4 separate regions of the Mus musculus genome follow, and regions 2, 3 and 4 are each linked to region 1. The links are chromatin contacts, called in public Hi-C and HiChIP or PLAC-seq maps. All regions are on one chromosome and are shown on one strand. The core of a region is the stretch at or near the end of the contact, and the rest is flanking DNA. Distances in the headings are between cores, read along the strand shown.

The links. Hi-C and Micro-C count contacts between places; a contact is called where the count stands out from the background. HiChIP or PLAC-seq counts read pairs in DNA pulled down with a chosen protein or histone mark.
Region 2: a Hi-C map of cerebellar granule neurons shows a contact between it and region 1, with 1.8 times the contacts expected there. The contact joins the enhancer-like site here to the promoter of Syt9 in region 1. A contact is called at or near these places in 3 of 484 Hi-C or Micro-C datasets (cerebellar granule neurons, cerebellum and nephron progenitors) and 1 of 9 other capture datasets (adipose tissue).
Region 3: a Hi-C map of olfactory sensory neurons shows a contact between it and region 1, with 1.6 times the contacts expected there. The contact joins the enhancer-like site here to the promoter of Syt9 in region 1. A contact is called at or near these places in 2 of 484 Hi-C or Micro-C datasets (nephron progenitors and olfactory sensory neurons), 1 of 115 datasets of contacts at active chromatin or transcription factors (embryonic stem cells) and 2 of 9 other capture datasets (adipose tissue and pancreatic islet).
Region 4: a contact with region 1 is called in an H3K4me3 HiChIP or PLAC-seq map of embryonic stem cells, with 5 times the contacts expected there. The contact joins the enhancer-like site here to the promoter of Syt9 in region 1. A contact is called at or near these places in 3 of 39 promoter capture datasets (hippocampal neurons and liver), 3 of 484 Hi-C or Micro-C datasets (cortical neurons, embryonic stem cells and nephron progenitors), 5 of 115 datasets of contacts at active chromatin or transcription factors (embryonic stem cells, forebrain and stem cell-derived neural progenitor cells) and 1 of 9 other capture datasets (pancreatic islet).

What each region holds. Positions count from the first base shown.
Region 1 is chr7:107,369,515-107,372,941 of GRCm38.p6, reverse strand. Syt9 (synaptotagmin IX) reads right to left here and starts at 2,152. Exons shown (of 7, transcript NM_021889.4): 1 at 1,795-2,152. The coding sequence starts at 1,939.
Region 2 is chr7:107,460,501-107,463,861 of GRCm38.p6, reverse strand. All of the region lies in intron 3 of Syt9 (synaptotagmin IX), which reads right to left. Among named protein-coding and RNA genes, the nearest start is that of Syt9, 91 kb to the right of the region's middle. Within about 2 kb of position 1,986, at least 2 of the 459 cell types and tissues checked have an H3K27ac peak or open chromatin away from gene starts, as enhancers often do. A contact at or near this core is called in cerebellar granule neurons and cerebellum, where this site is marked.
Region 3 is chr7:107,441,233-107,444,988 of GRCm38.p6, reverse strand. All of the region lies in intron 3 of Syt9 (synaptotagmin IX), which reads right to left. Among named protein-coding and RNA genes, the nearest start is that of Syt9, 72 kb to the right of the region's middle. Within about 2 kb of position 2,383, at least 1 of the 459 cell types and tissues checked has an H3K27ac peak or open chromatin away from gene starts, as enhancers often do. A contact at or near this core is called in olfactory sensory neurons, where this site is marked.
Region 4 is chr7:107,253,495-107,257,271 of GRCm38.p6, reverse strand. No RefSeq gene overlaps it. Among named protein-coding and RNA genes, the nearest start is that of Rbmxl2, 46 kb to the right of the region's middle. Within about 2 kb of position 2,316, at least 4 of the 459 cell types and tissues checked have an H3K27ac peak or open chromatin away from gene starts, as enhancers often do. A contact at or near this core is called in embryonic stem cells, where this site is marked.

The DNA of each region.
Region 1 (3,427 bases), core at 903-3,402:
GACAGTCATTGAAAGCAATTTCCCAGTTCAGGAACCAGAGTTCCTCTTGTAAGGAGTATGCTTGGGACTCTTCCTTCAGGCCCACCCAGTGTGGAAACTGGGAGAGTCTAGGCACATGGGAAGCAGTCACTTCATTAAATGGAAGAGAGAGAGAACTGACCAGAAAGATGTGGCTTATTAAAGCCCAATTCAGAGACAGGCTGCATCCCCCTTCTCTTGTAAAGCCAAAGATGACAACTTGTCTGAGATAACAAGGAAAATCTGCTTCACAGGGGCAGGAACACAAAGAGAGGTGTCAGTACTAACATGAGCTTTGGGAAAAGTGTGTTAATAATGAGCTTGGTCCTGCTATGTAAGCACAGAACACCCCACACTCAGAGCATCTTTCTGGGATTCCTGGGGGGAGGTGAGGCACTTCCATTCATATCTGTGGTCTGTGGGGCACACGCTCATCCATCAAAGAGCCACTCAGAAGCTGGACAACCAAGCCTCCAGGGAAATCACTGCAATCTGTAGTTCTCCACTTAATTCTCCCCTTTGGAGTAAAAGATTGGAGATCATTTGAGAAATTTATTAATGTAACCATGAGCATGAAAAAAAAATAGATCCTCTGAGTACAGAAAAATGTGACAAACTTTTAACACCTGCCTTTGCCACACACACTGAGCATTGTCCTATTAAAGGTAGGTTGTTTAAATGGGCTCGTTCCTAGTTAAAAGTCAAGTCACTCTTTATCCTTTGTAAATGTATTTTTATAGAATGAACTGGCTTGAAATGAGAAATGCTCACATTTACTTGTTTGCACAGCAATTGCTTATTGCCAATGTCTGCACACAGGAACATCAAGGCAAAGGCCATTCTTTCATCCCTCTTTTAACAGTCTAACCATGATTTGCCTTTTAACATTTAAAACACTTAGACTGGAAAAATATTCGAGATTATGAGTCCTCCAGCCTAGAAGATGCTCAGGAAATATCCAAAAGGAATGAATGCATCTTTCCAGTGCCCAATGATGAGTAAGAAAACAGTAGGACTTGCAAACTGCTCAAATAAAACACCTTCCTCTGACCTTAATTGGTCAGATGCCAAAGTAAGCGAACTTTACAAAGTTAGGAGCCTCACAACTTTCACTAGGACAACTGCCAGCTGCAGCAAGCCCACCACTCTAGTGTGCCAAGCTATCACTGCGAGACAAACTGGGAGCCAAGGCCTCATTGCCTAAGCACCTTGAGACATGAAAGGAGAGGGTTCAGGCCCAGCCGCTCTAGTCGTGTGACTCTGGGGCCCGGCCCCAGACAAGATCTTGTCTGGTCCTTTCCACAGTAGAGCCTGGGGGGAAACTGGGCACTCAGGTTGAGCAGCTTCGGGTGGAAATCAGCCCGGCTGTGCCAAACTCCCAACTTCACAGAGTTTCCTTGGCTCTCAGATCCCACTCCCAGCTCCGAGGCCTCCGTGGCCTCGCCTGGCTCCCGGGCGCTCGCGAGTGAAGTGGCGGGCGCAGCCCCGAGCTCAGGAGCCGCCCCCAGGAGCCCAGCGCAGGTGGCGGGCGTGGTTCCTCCAAGCCTGCCCCAGCCCACCCTGGCTCGGCCTCCGCGCGGCAGCCTCCGCCCGAGTTCGCCGGGTTCCAGCATCAGGCCGTGGTGCGCTGGTTGTGGAGACCTACTTGGGCTCAATGGTCACCCATTGCCCTCCTCCAGTCTGCGTCGCTCTCCTGCCTCAGGCCCTGGCTAGGTCCCCAAGTCCCCATTTCAGGGCCCTCGAGTCGCGCCCGCCAGCGGCGGCGGCCGCGCTTACCTGGGTCGCGGAGCCGGGGTCTGGCACGGTCCCGCAGGTGGTAGATGAAATCTTGGCAGCTGTCGTGCTCCAGGGCCCCTCGGGCACAGAGCTCGGCCAGCAGCTGCAGCGCCTGGTGACAGAGCGCGTCCCTGGCCCCGGGCATCGCCCCCCCGCATCCTCGGACCGCGCCGGGCAGGCGGGCGCGGGAGAAAGCCCTCCGCCTGCCAGCTCAGAGCTGCCGCCGCCGCCGCCGCCACCGGCCGGTCCGCGCTCCCCACCCGAGCCGCAGCGCCAGCCGGGTCGGCCTCCCACCGGTTGCATGCAGCTCTCGGAGAGCCGCTCGCTCGGGCTTTCTCCGTCTCCCGCGCGGCCCCTCGTCCCTCCCTCGGCGCGGAGGGGAGGCGGCGCCGCACAGCCCAGCGCGCCTCTCCGCGCTCCGCCCGCTACTCGCGGCCGCCGGGGGCGGGGCCGGGTCAGGGGTGCGCGCCGCGGGCGGGGGTTTGCCGCGGCCGCCGCAGAGCAGGCGCGCCAGGTAGGGACCCGGGACGGGGGCGCTCGCCCACTGCAGGAGAAGCGCCTGATTCCGCTCCGGACCCTGCGCTGTGAGCGGCCGCGCCCAGGATCAGGAAGTACGAGCTGGTGCGCGTGCTAGACGCTCTTGGCACCCCATTTCTCCGCCCAGATGCAAACCTAGCATCCCTCAGGGCTCTGGAGCCACGCGTGGGTCCAAAGCACGTTCTCGGTTGTATGGAGCGAAGGCTGGAGGGTAGACTACACCTGCCGAGATCTCAGTACCTTCTTTAAACTTGGAAAGCGCGGTCTGAGCAGAAACCGCGGGCCCAGGGGTGTCACGCGCCCAAATGCGGGGTTTAGAGCCAAGATTTTCCAACAAAGAATGGATGCACAGCGTGATGGTGATTTGGAGAAGGTGGAGGCTCAGATAAGAAATGAGGACAGATGTATGGCCCTCCGGAAAGACGCTGAGGCTCACCTGGAGCTTTGCAGGTCCTGATTGGTTTTCTAAGAAGCTGATTGGAAATGCGAAGGTTGCCAGCATTTCCCTGGCACAGGAGACAGAGGATCCAGAATTTGTGGATGTTTGGAAAGACCTCAGTCACCTCTCATCTACCCATCTCTTCATTTTTTTAGGCACTCAGCCCAGAAATAACCACAAATTATTTAGCTTGTTTGTGTGCCCAAGGCACTGTGCCACAGCCTTTTGTATAGTTTCATTTAATTCTCTAGATAGAGAGCCTTAAACGTGTGTGTGTGTGTGTGTGTGTGTGTGTGTGTGTGTGTGTGTGTGTGATCTCCACGCTGCCACTAAAACAACAGACTCAAGAGAGGTGGTACTTGCCTAAGTTCATAAGAGACTTCTCCCCCACCCTCTCTCTCCCTGCCTCTCATCCACCCGCTCCTCTTTTTCTTTCTCCCTGATTCTCTTACATATTTATGTAATCCTAATGTCAAACTTCATTCTAGAACAATTAGCTAGGACTCTTACCCATAAGGATGTGCTGTCTAAGAATCATATTGCAAATAAGGAATATTTGCTCAACAGACAAAACTTGAAGTTGTGTGGTGAGCAGTGCTGGGTTTGGTGGAGTTTATATTAGAGTAATAGAGAATGGGCAGCTGTAGTTATAAAGGT
Region 2 (3,361 bases), core at 737-3,236, 91 kb before region 1:
ATGGAGACACAAAGTATGGAGAGTACTATAACAGAAAATGAGAAGCTTGGATTTTGGAAAATAGACCTGTTTTCAGATTTGGGCTCACTAATACTAATACTTGCTGAAGTCATGGTTCCTTCCTGTTCTCCTCAGTTTCCTTTACTATAAAAAGAATATAATAGCCATTTCACACGTGTGTGAGTTAACTGTGATGCTGGGGTCTGGCACAGCGGAAGTGTGGACGCCTTCTGCTCCTCTTTCCCGCCGTGGGCTTGAGAACTCTCTCTAGGCAGAAGCTCCATCAGAAACAATGGAGTCTCTCAGCCTGCAGAAACTTTTAGTCCTGATTTCTCTTTATTTTTTTTTTTCTAGCAAGTATATTCAGGAAGTACGTTTGCATATGGGTGGTGAGATCAGGGAATTGGGGGAGAGAGTGAAGCAGGTGGACTCTGGGAAGTCAGATGATGATAGAATAATGGGGCTGGGTTCTGGGAAGTGGAGGGAGTTTTGTTTTGTGCTTCTCATTGTGGTAGAGCAGACATGACACACCATTCACCACTTTAACCATCTGTAAGTGTGCTGCTCGGCTGCTATTAGCACTTGAGAATTTGTGGCCACCAGCACTCTCCCCTCCATTAACCTCGTCATTCCAAACAGACACTCTGGAGCCATTAAACAATCTCCCTGTCCCCCCACGCCTGGCAACCCAGAAGAGGTTCTGAACTTGAAATTTCCTGTTCTAAACCCAGCTGTGAGTTTCTGACAACCCTGGAAGCCACTCCCTAAAAGGTGTAGGCAGTTAGAGCCACAACTGTGTGGCCATTCTGCCTGAGAGCCCAACAGTACTGCTGCTTAGCTGTGGCCCTGGAGTTTCTTTGGTTGATGATAGATTGATAGAGATCACCCCACTCTCCTTCTTTCTTCAATGTCAGTCAAACAGACTTGAGCTACTTCTAAAAAAAAAAAAATGTTAGAATTGGGGAGGAGTGTAAGAGACAAAGGTGGTGGATGGCATCAAGAAAATAGTGTCTTCCAGACACAGCAGGGCAGTTGTACAAATGAACTCACAAAGACTGACACAGAATGGGTAAGACTTGTACAAGCTCAAACCAGACAAAATCCCAGCATGGAGAGGGGAAAGTAGGTGGTAACCCCCAGCATTAGCTGAGTAGGGATTGGCTTTTGATAGCTGCTGGGAGAGACAGTAAGCTCTTTAATGATGTGACCTCTGATAGGTTGACCATACTCCAGGACAGACTCCACATACAGGAATTGTAAGGTAACATCAACTGGATTTGAAGAAAATTCAAGTTGGGTGGGTAAGGAGGGGAGAGGGAGAGGGGTGGTTCAATCCCCATTAGGGAAGGGGACTGAATACAATCAAAACATATTATATAAAATTATATGGGTTAATAAAAATATTTTTTAAAACTTGTTAAAATGGAGACACATAGACTAGAGCTACAAAGCTCACAACTGGGCAGACATGACATCTAAAAGACAGGGAGGGAGGAACTCACTGGTTAAAAGGACCAGCTCAATTTTTAAGTAACATCCAGCCACAATCTGGAAATATAGAGGATTTTCGTGTGTGTGTGTGTGTGTGTGTGTAATGCCAACAGGAGGTCTGATGGCTGGTACCTGTAAGGGATTAAATGCCAAAAATAGCTCAAGGCATTAACAATATGCAGGGAATGAAGAGCTCATGAAGCAGAGGGCAGTAAAACCTCAAACAAAAATGCTAATGAGAGAAGAATTCTTCAGGAATTGTGGGTCAGTGGGACCTTCCTCCACTCAACCTACAGCCATATACTTCAATAGCAGCAGGATCATGTATCTTTCTCCCTGACCCAGTTTGTTAAGAAGTCTCTGAGGGATGTCAAACTGATCTTCAATGAAGGAAATAAATAGTGTAGATAAATTTTCTAGCACTGCCCTGTTTTGAGTAAAGCCATGCTGATGGCCAGGTGACATTTGCATGGCCATCTGGTGACATTTCTTTTTGGGAACAGATTAATAGAGACTGGGGTGGATGGTAGAGTTGGTGCACAGGCCAATACAAGATTCTCTGTGGAGTTATGCACATCTTTGTAGGAGGAGGTCCCTGGTTTTTGTTTTGTTTGTTTTTCTATGAGAATGTGGTCATACAGTAATTATCTAATAATCAGTGGATGGATAGAGTGCTCCTTCAGTGAAGATGGGGAACCTTTTAATTCTGAAAGTATCAATCGACACAAAGCCTAACTATGCAAGTTTCTTGTTATGAAATTATAAATCTCTTGCCTCAGTGGTCCAGGATAAGAAGAAAATAAACACAGCTCCAGCCAGTTTGCGCTTCATGGAATCACTCTTGCTTCAGATCCAACAACCTATAGTCCCCTTCTCCAGGGGTGTGTGTGTGTGTGTGTGTGTGTGTGTGTGTGTGTGTGTGTGTAGGGCCTGAAGCTACTGATTAGGCTCGTCTTGCTGGTCATAGCCCCTGGTGTCTGCTTGTCTTGAACAAATGCTTTGCTGGCCCTTGGCCCACGCCCCTAAGCTCTGCTTCCATTGAGTTTCTCATCCTCATTTCAACATGACAAGATAATAACATTCTCTCAGTTCTGCTTACCACCTTCTTGACAAGCTGCTATCCATGTGCCAATGGGAAAGATCAGGGACCTTTTCTTCCAATCCGACTGGAAGCCTCACCTGCCCTCTCTTTCAGTTCTTAGGACCTGTGGTGTGCCTTACTTCGGAGATAATGTAGCCACTATCACTAATGTGTAAATGAGCTTCCTCAGTGCCTGGCCCTAGGACCACTGCCTTGCCCTCACTGAAAAGGATCAATGAAGGCCATTTGAATGCAGTGTTGGTCAACTGATCAGTGCCAGCTTCTTTTCCAGTCAGGAAGATCAGCCCCAAAGGAGAAGTGAGAGAAGCTTCTGTGAAGGCTAGATGAGGTCGCTTGGGAATACCTGGATGGGAGGGGAAGCAAGACTAGGGCTCTTCAGGGATGGGGGGCCTCATCTACTCACAGAGAGAGTCCTTGAAGATACAGAACTGCTGTGTCTTTGAGTGAACAACCACGGAACACTGTGGTTCTCAACCTATGGGTTGTGACCCCGTTGAAAGCCAAACAACCCTTTCACAGGGGCTGTATATCAGATATCCTGCATATCAGATATTTACATTACATTTACATCACAGTATTAAAATGCTACTTACATCTATGAAGTAGCATCAAAAATAATGTTATGGTTGGGGATCACTACAACATGAGGAACTGTACTGAAGGGGCACAGCATTAGGAAGGTTGAGACGCACTGACAGAGCACTTGCAAATGAAGCACCATGGAAAGGGGCTAAACCAGGAAAAGGCAGAACTTTAAAGATGGGTATT
Region 3 (3,756 bases), core at 1,134-3,633, 72 kb before region 1:
TATATTATGTTACATATTCAGTTAGTATAAGTAAAAAAAAAAAACAAATTTAAACAAGCTTCAAGCAGTACAGCAGTTTCAACATTAACATTAAGGCAAGTATTCACAGAAACTCCTCCAGGTAGGAAGTAACACTTGGTTACAAAATCCTTCTAAGTGCACAGCAGAGCTAATGAGGCAGAAATAGAATTTTTCAGTGACAGGAGCAATAACCATGAATCCACAGAGGTGAGTAAGCCCTGGAGCTGGGGCAGAAGGAAGGGAATGGACTCTAGTGTTAACTCCTGGTATCCACAGGACTGTGAAACAGTCCTTCCTAAAGCTACATTCCCAAAGCCTGAAGGTCACATTCTTAAAAGATAAATGAAACAGGTATGTAGTGGATTTCATCCTATCTTGTACTTGCCCTAGAAAAAAAGGGGAAAAAAATCTTTAGTTTCTAACCAATAATACAAACCACCAATAACCCAAAACTCTAAAGCTCAGAATTTAAACTGTTCCATGTTGGCAGTATATCTAGGCATCTTATGGACATAATTTTGAATCATGGTTGGAGCAATACACACACTGAAATTTCTATAAAGTTTCAAGCCAGATAAACCTATACTCACAAATAAAATAGGCAGTATGATCCTTTGAGTTGTTAGTCAATGAGAATGCCAAGAAAAAGAACCAGATATTCCCAGATTACAATCAGAGCTATGAGGAACAGAATACAAAAGCAAATGCATATGGAATGGTGAAATACATACATAAATACATACATACATATGCATAAATATCTACATGAGTATCCATATATATATATATAAAAGAAATGGAAAGAATCTTGAAGGGGGAAGGGATGATCAAATAAATTAGCCTAATATGAAAATATTAGGTAATGGAAAGAAATAAACAGCTAATAATTTTCCAGAACTGATTCGAGAAAAGATGCTTAGATTCAGAACTGTATTCTGACCAGGATAAATACTACTCCTGAGCATATACCCAAAAGATGCGCCAACATGCAATAAGGGCACATGCTCCACTATGTTCATAACAGCCTTATCTATAATAGCCAGAAGCTGGAAAGAACCCAGATGTCCCTCAACAGAGGAATGGATACAAAAAATGTGGAACATTTACACAACAGAATACTGCGCAGCTATTAAAAACAATGAATTTACGAAATTCTTAGGCAAATGGATGGATCTGGAGGATATTATCTTGAGTGAGGTAACCCAATCACAAAAGAATACACATGATATGCACTCACTGGTAAGTGGATATTAGCGCAGAAGCTCGGAATACCCAAGATACAATTTGCAAAACACATGAAACTCAAGAAGGAAGACCAAAGTGTGGATACTTCAATCCTTCTTAGAAGGGAGAACAAAACACCCATGGAAGGAGTTACAGAGACAAAGGGTGGAGTAGAGACTGAAGGAAAGGCCATCTAGAGACTGCCCCACCTGGGGATCTATCCCATACACAATCACTAAACCCAGACACTATTGATGCCAACAAGTGCTTGCTGACAGGAGCCTGATAAAGCTCTCTCCTGAAAGGCTCTCTGCCAGTGCCTGACAAATACAGAAGTAGATGCTCACAGCCATTCATTGGACTGAGCATAGGGTCCCCAATGAAGGAGCTAGAGAAAGGACCTAAGGATCTGAGGGAGTTTGCAGCCCCATAGGAGGAATAACAATATGAACTAACCAGTACCCCCAGAGCTCCCAGGGACTAAACCATCAACCAAAGAAAATACATGGTAGGACTCTTGGCTCCAGCTGCATATGTAGCAGAGGATAGCCTAGTCAGACATCAATGGGAGGAGACACCCTTGGTTCTGTGAAGGCTCTATGCCCCAGTGTAGGAGAATGTCAGAACCAGGAAGTGGGAGTGGGTGAGTTGGTGAGCAGGGGGAGGGGGGTGTTGGAGGGGAAACCAGGAAAGGGGATACCATTTGAAATGTATATAAAGAAAATATATAAAAAAAAGAAATGCCTAATTAGCAATGTCATAATTAAAATATAGAACACTAAGGAGGAAAGGAAGCTCTAGAGGTCAATAAAAGAAGGAAAATTGACATAGAAAGTAATAAATGTCAGAATAAATATTGACTTTAAAAGGAAGGAAACAATGGAATTATTGCTTCACATTACCAAAATCAAACAGAGAATTTTGTTCACCTAAATTTTTATTCCCAGGAAAATAACCTTCAAAAAACAATCTTAAAACAAAGCCACATTTGGGAGCTGTGGGTTTGGCTTCAGTATCTATGGACATTCCAAGAACCAGACAGCCCAGTTTCATGCTCCTGACTTCTTTGTTGTGAGGACCTCAGGAGAAGCCAGCCGCTAAGGGAGTCTACATCATGGAAAGAGATAAATAAACCTCAAGGCCTCCGGGGGCACAAGCAGGAATGAATAGAAGGTCCAAAATAGTCCTCCAACAGAAGCGATGAAGTACAAACTCCCTTGCTTCCAGAGCAAACATGAACTGCACACAAGCAGCACTCCATGTACCACTCACACGCATCAAGGCAGAACACACCAGCAAACTGAACTCAGCAGCAGTCAGAAAAGGCAACACATCACAGCACGGCTGGATTAATCTAGAACATCAGACTGAATGGAGATTAGAAAACTGATCAACATTAGTGACCATAATAGTAGATTAAAGAAGCCCCTGAAAATCACATCATTTGAGAGAGGGACAACCATTCCTAACAGTCCTGAGGTCAGTCCTGTAGGAACAGAGAGAGACTTTATTTGAGACAGGGTTTCCCGATGCAGCCCAAGTTGTGATTGATTCTCTTGCTTTAGTTTCCTGAGCACTGGAAATGATGGTGTGAGACAGCATACTTGGTAGAGGGATGCAACCTCAATATGAAGGTACCCACTAATACCTCTAGGAAAAACTATACTCTGCAAGAGTATAAAGACAGTCTATGTAAAATATGGAACAAGTCAAAGATGCCTGTTTATCCCTTATTTACTGTTTCAAACCCTCCTGGGTATCCTAGTTTGTACGTTAAACAACAACAAAGTCAAAAAAAGGACCAAGAAATAAAAAAGGCACGGACCAGAAAGCAACAAGGCCATCATAATTCCTACATGACTGATTATTTACAAAGAAAATGTAGAAGCACCTATAAGGATTAGGGATTTTACAAGAATTACAAAATTTCACTTATATACCTGCAATAGTCAGAAATGCTATTTTAGAAGTTACCATTTAAGGTAACAAAAATGGGTAAAGACAAATCTAGCAAAAGTCTGGCAAGATCTTTATGTAGAAAAACCACAAAGCCTGAAGGCAAGACTTTAAATAAAGATAATCTATCTATCTATCTATCTATCTATCTATCTATCTATCTATCTATCTGGATAGAACACTATGACTAGAAAGGTGTAAACTTTCCTCAAACTGTCCCACAGACCTAATACACCCCCACCCAACCAGGAATGGCCCTTTGCTCATGCGAGGCCAATGCTCTACCCAACCTCTCTAGGACATAACACATAATGCAATGTTAGTGCTGTACAAATGCATTTAAAAATATTTTCAGTTGAATTTGAGGATTCAGAATCCCTGGGCAGAGTATAGAATTATATCAGCATCAAGTTAAGACAAATTGAAAATGAGAGGGAAAAATACTATAATTAAAAGAACTATTTTATTATAAAATATTGATAGTTTAAGATCCGAAAAGAAATAACTTTTATTTGATAACGGAGCTCTAAAAATTATGTGAAAAAATCTTGTTAT
Region 4 (3,777 bases), core at 1,067-3,566, 120 kb after region 1:
CTTATTTACTAATAACTGTTCCTACAAAAACAAAAACAAATAAAACAAAACAAAACAAAAAACCCTAACAAAAACTACCGACTTTCCCCTGAATAGAAACAGAGGAAGAAAGGATGGTTTCTACCATTTGATTGAACATTGATGCTATTGTTCCAAAACACATATAACCTTATCTGGAAATATTTTACTTATAACAAGCCTGCTTCACTGATTTTGAATTACATTAATACTTTAGTACTTAGCATCAAATGATCAGAGACTCTGGTTTTCGGGCTTAAATAACATTTTTTAATATAATAAATCTTTTTTTATTAGATATTTTCTTTATTTACATTTCAAATGCTATCCCGAAGTTCCCTATACCCTCCCCCAGCCCTGCTCCCCTACCCACCCACTCCCACTCCTTGGCCCTGGCATTCCCCTGCACTGGGGCATATAAAGTTGCAAGACCAAGGGGCCTCTCTTCCCAATGATGGCCAATTAGGCCATCTTCTGCTACATATGCAGCTAGAGACTCGAGCTCTGGGGGTACTGGCTAGTTCATATTGTTGTTCCACCTATAGGGTTGCAGACCCCTTCAGCTTCTTGGGTACTTTCTCTAGCTCCTCCATTGGGGGCCCTGTGTTCCATCTTATAGCTGACTGTGAGTATCCACTTCTGTGTTTGCCAGGCACTGGCATAGCCTCACAGGAGACAGCTATATCAGGGTCCTTTCAGCAAAATCTTGCTGGCATATGCAATAGTGTCTGGGTTTGGTGGCTGATTATGGGATGGATCCCCGGGTGGGGTAGTTTCTGGATGGTCCATCCTTTCTTCTTAGCTCTAAACTTTGTCTCTGTAACTCCTTCCATGGGTATTTTGTTCCCTATTCTAAGAAGGAATGAAGTATCTAATGAAGTATTGGTCTTCGTTCTTCTTGATTTTCTTATGTTTTGCAAATTGTATCTTTTAAATAACATTTATGTAAGTTTTCTGTGCCTGTTTTCCCCATCTATAAGTTGGAAATAGTACATATAATTCAGAAGGCTGTTTCATTAAAGGAAACACTGAACAAGCATTTGCACACTGCCTCCAGGGAACACTGGAGCACTGAAAACATTTCTGCATCACAGGTGAGATGGAATTCTTCCATCTCCTTTGGAAGCACAGGCAAGTACATCACTGGCACCTTTCCAATTATTCATTTCGGTTTTTTCATTCATTAACATTCGACAGATGATGGTGATGTACTGGGTTTTCTTCTAGGAGCTGAGCATCCATTCAAAACCAAAGTCCTAACTATAGAAACTGCAGCTGGGGCCTGTGCACTCCTTAGTCCCTGGGAGTTCTGGGGAGGTCTGTGGGAGTAGGTGGGTGGGTGGGTGGGTGGAGGAACACCCTCACAGAAGCAGGGGAGGGAGGATGTGATACGGTGTTTCCGGGAGGGAGGGAAACTGGGAAAGGGGATAACATTTGAAATGTAAATAAAGAAAATATCCAATTAAAAAAAAAAAAAAAAGAGCCGGGCGTGGTGGCGCACACCTTTAATCCCGGCACTCGGGAGGCAGAGCTATACAGAGAAACCCTGTCTCGAAAAAAAAAAACAAAAACAAAAACAAAAAAACCAACCAACCAACCAAACAAACAAACAAACAAAAAAAAAAAAAAAAAAAAAAAAAAGAAGAGAAAAGAAAAGAAAAGAAAAGAAACTGCACCTTTACCCTGGGAAAAATTTACAAGAATGAATTCACAGCTACAAAGTCATATGGTTATCCATTTTCTGTCACTACTTAAACACCTTAAACTAAATTATATACTGGTAGCTATCTTAGACTAGAGGGACCATAGAAAGACAGTTAAATAAAAATAACAATGAAAATATTGGAGGCACAACAGTTCTCCTTTATCTACCAAGGATGTGTGTCCCCAGGACTCCAGCTTAGCCTGAGTTTGAACATCCTAGACTCTAGAGCTATGGTTTTACCTATACATACATACAAACCCATAATATGCTTTTGTTTTTCAAATCTGCATAGTAACAGAGTGACTAAAGCAGCACTAAAGTATAAGAACAATAATATGATATGACAAAATTAGCAGGATGACTATCTTTAAGACTATGAAGAACAAAGCAAGGATTACTTTGAACATAAGCACTGCCTCTGCTGGAGTTCTAGTTTCATCACTCTCTTCTGTGACCCTCGGGATCTAACAAGGCACTTCACATATACTGGTCAGCGTTCCAGGCTGGACACACAAGTACTGTGATACTGCAGCAGTTGGTCTGCTAACTGAGATGGCTACTGAGTAACCAACAAGCAGGTGGCATATACTGCCTGGATACTCTGAGCCATGGGATGTATCACATCCTGTTTAAGACAGACCAAGATGATATGGGATCTCATTACTGTTCTCCTCCAACTTTTTTACTAATAGTTTTTGGACCACAGCTAACTAAGATTAATTGGAACCACAGAAAATATGACTATTTTAGTCAATGCTTACCAGAAAAAAAAAAAAAAAAAAGGACAAAAACCTAACCCTTAAGAAGGCATTTCTGAGCCAGGCGTGGTGGCGCACGCCTTTAATCCCAGCACTCGGGAGGCAGAGGGGCAGAGGGGCAGAGGGGCAGAGAGGCAGAGAGAAAGGCAGAGAGGCAGAGAGGCAGAGGCAGAGAGGCAGAGAGGCAGAGAGGCAGAGAGGCAGAGAGGCAGAGAGGCAGAGAGGCAGAGAGGCAGAGGCAGAGAGGCAGAGAGGCAGAGAGGCAGAGAGGCAGACAGGCAGAGAGGCAGACAGGCAGAGAGGCAGAGAGGCAGAGAGGCAGAGAGGCAGAGAGGCAGAGAGGCAGAGAGGCAGAGAGGCAGACAGGCAGACAGGCAGAGAGGCAGAGGCAGAGGCAGAGGCAGAGGCAGGTGGATTTCTGAGTTCAAGGCCAGCCTGGTCTACATAGTGAGTTCCAAGTCAGCCAGGGCTACACAGAGAAACCCTGTCTCAAAAACAAAAAACAAAAAAAAACCCAAAAAACAAACAAACAAACAAAAAAACCAAACAAACAAAACCCCAAAAAACAGAATGCATTTCTGAGTCCTTAAAAACGGTTATAAAGATGATGAAGTGTAGCTTTTCACAGTTAATGGTTTCTGGCAGGATAGAGGCAGGGGAGGATCCATTTTTCTTTAAGGGGCTGCCCAGTGGGAGTTTGACCATGCTCTAAGGAGTATTTGGGCAATACACATTAGACTTGGTGTGTTTTGGGAGGGGTTGGGGTAGGGGTGCAAGGGAGAGGGGAGGAGGGTAGACCTGGGAGGAATGAGAAGCAGTGTGATCAGGGTACATTGTATGAAATTCCCAAACACTAAATATATGTTGTCGGGTGGTGGTGGTGGTGTCTCTCTGAGGATATCCTGAAGAAACAAAATGCAGAAGACATGTACTGCAGACACAGGTAATAACTAGTGTGGTGCCTCTCAAGTGGGAATGATCATCCTCATTTCAGAAGCAGAAAGTATCTTTAATGGAACAGGCAAGAAAAGATAAGAGAACAGACTGGAACGTTCTGTGAGGCTTCTTAGGCCAGAGATTTTATTATGAATGAAAATTTAAAGCAGTAGAGTAGCAAGATTGACTTACATTTTAAAAGCTAACTCTGACTTACAAGAGTGAATTCTGTAGGAGCAGGATTGCACCAGGAGCAAGAAAAATCATCAAGCAGAAAACCAACATCAACGGCCAACTAGCACCACCAAGGCAGAGGCGTGCAAAAGCAGATGGAGTCACTTAGAGTTAGAAATAGAGTTC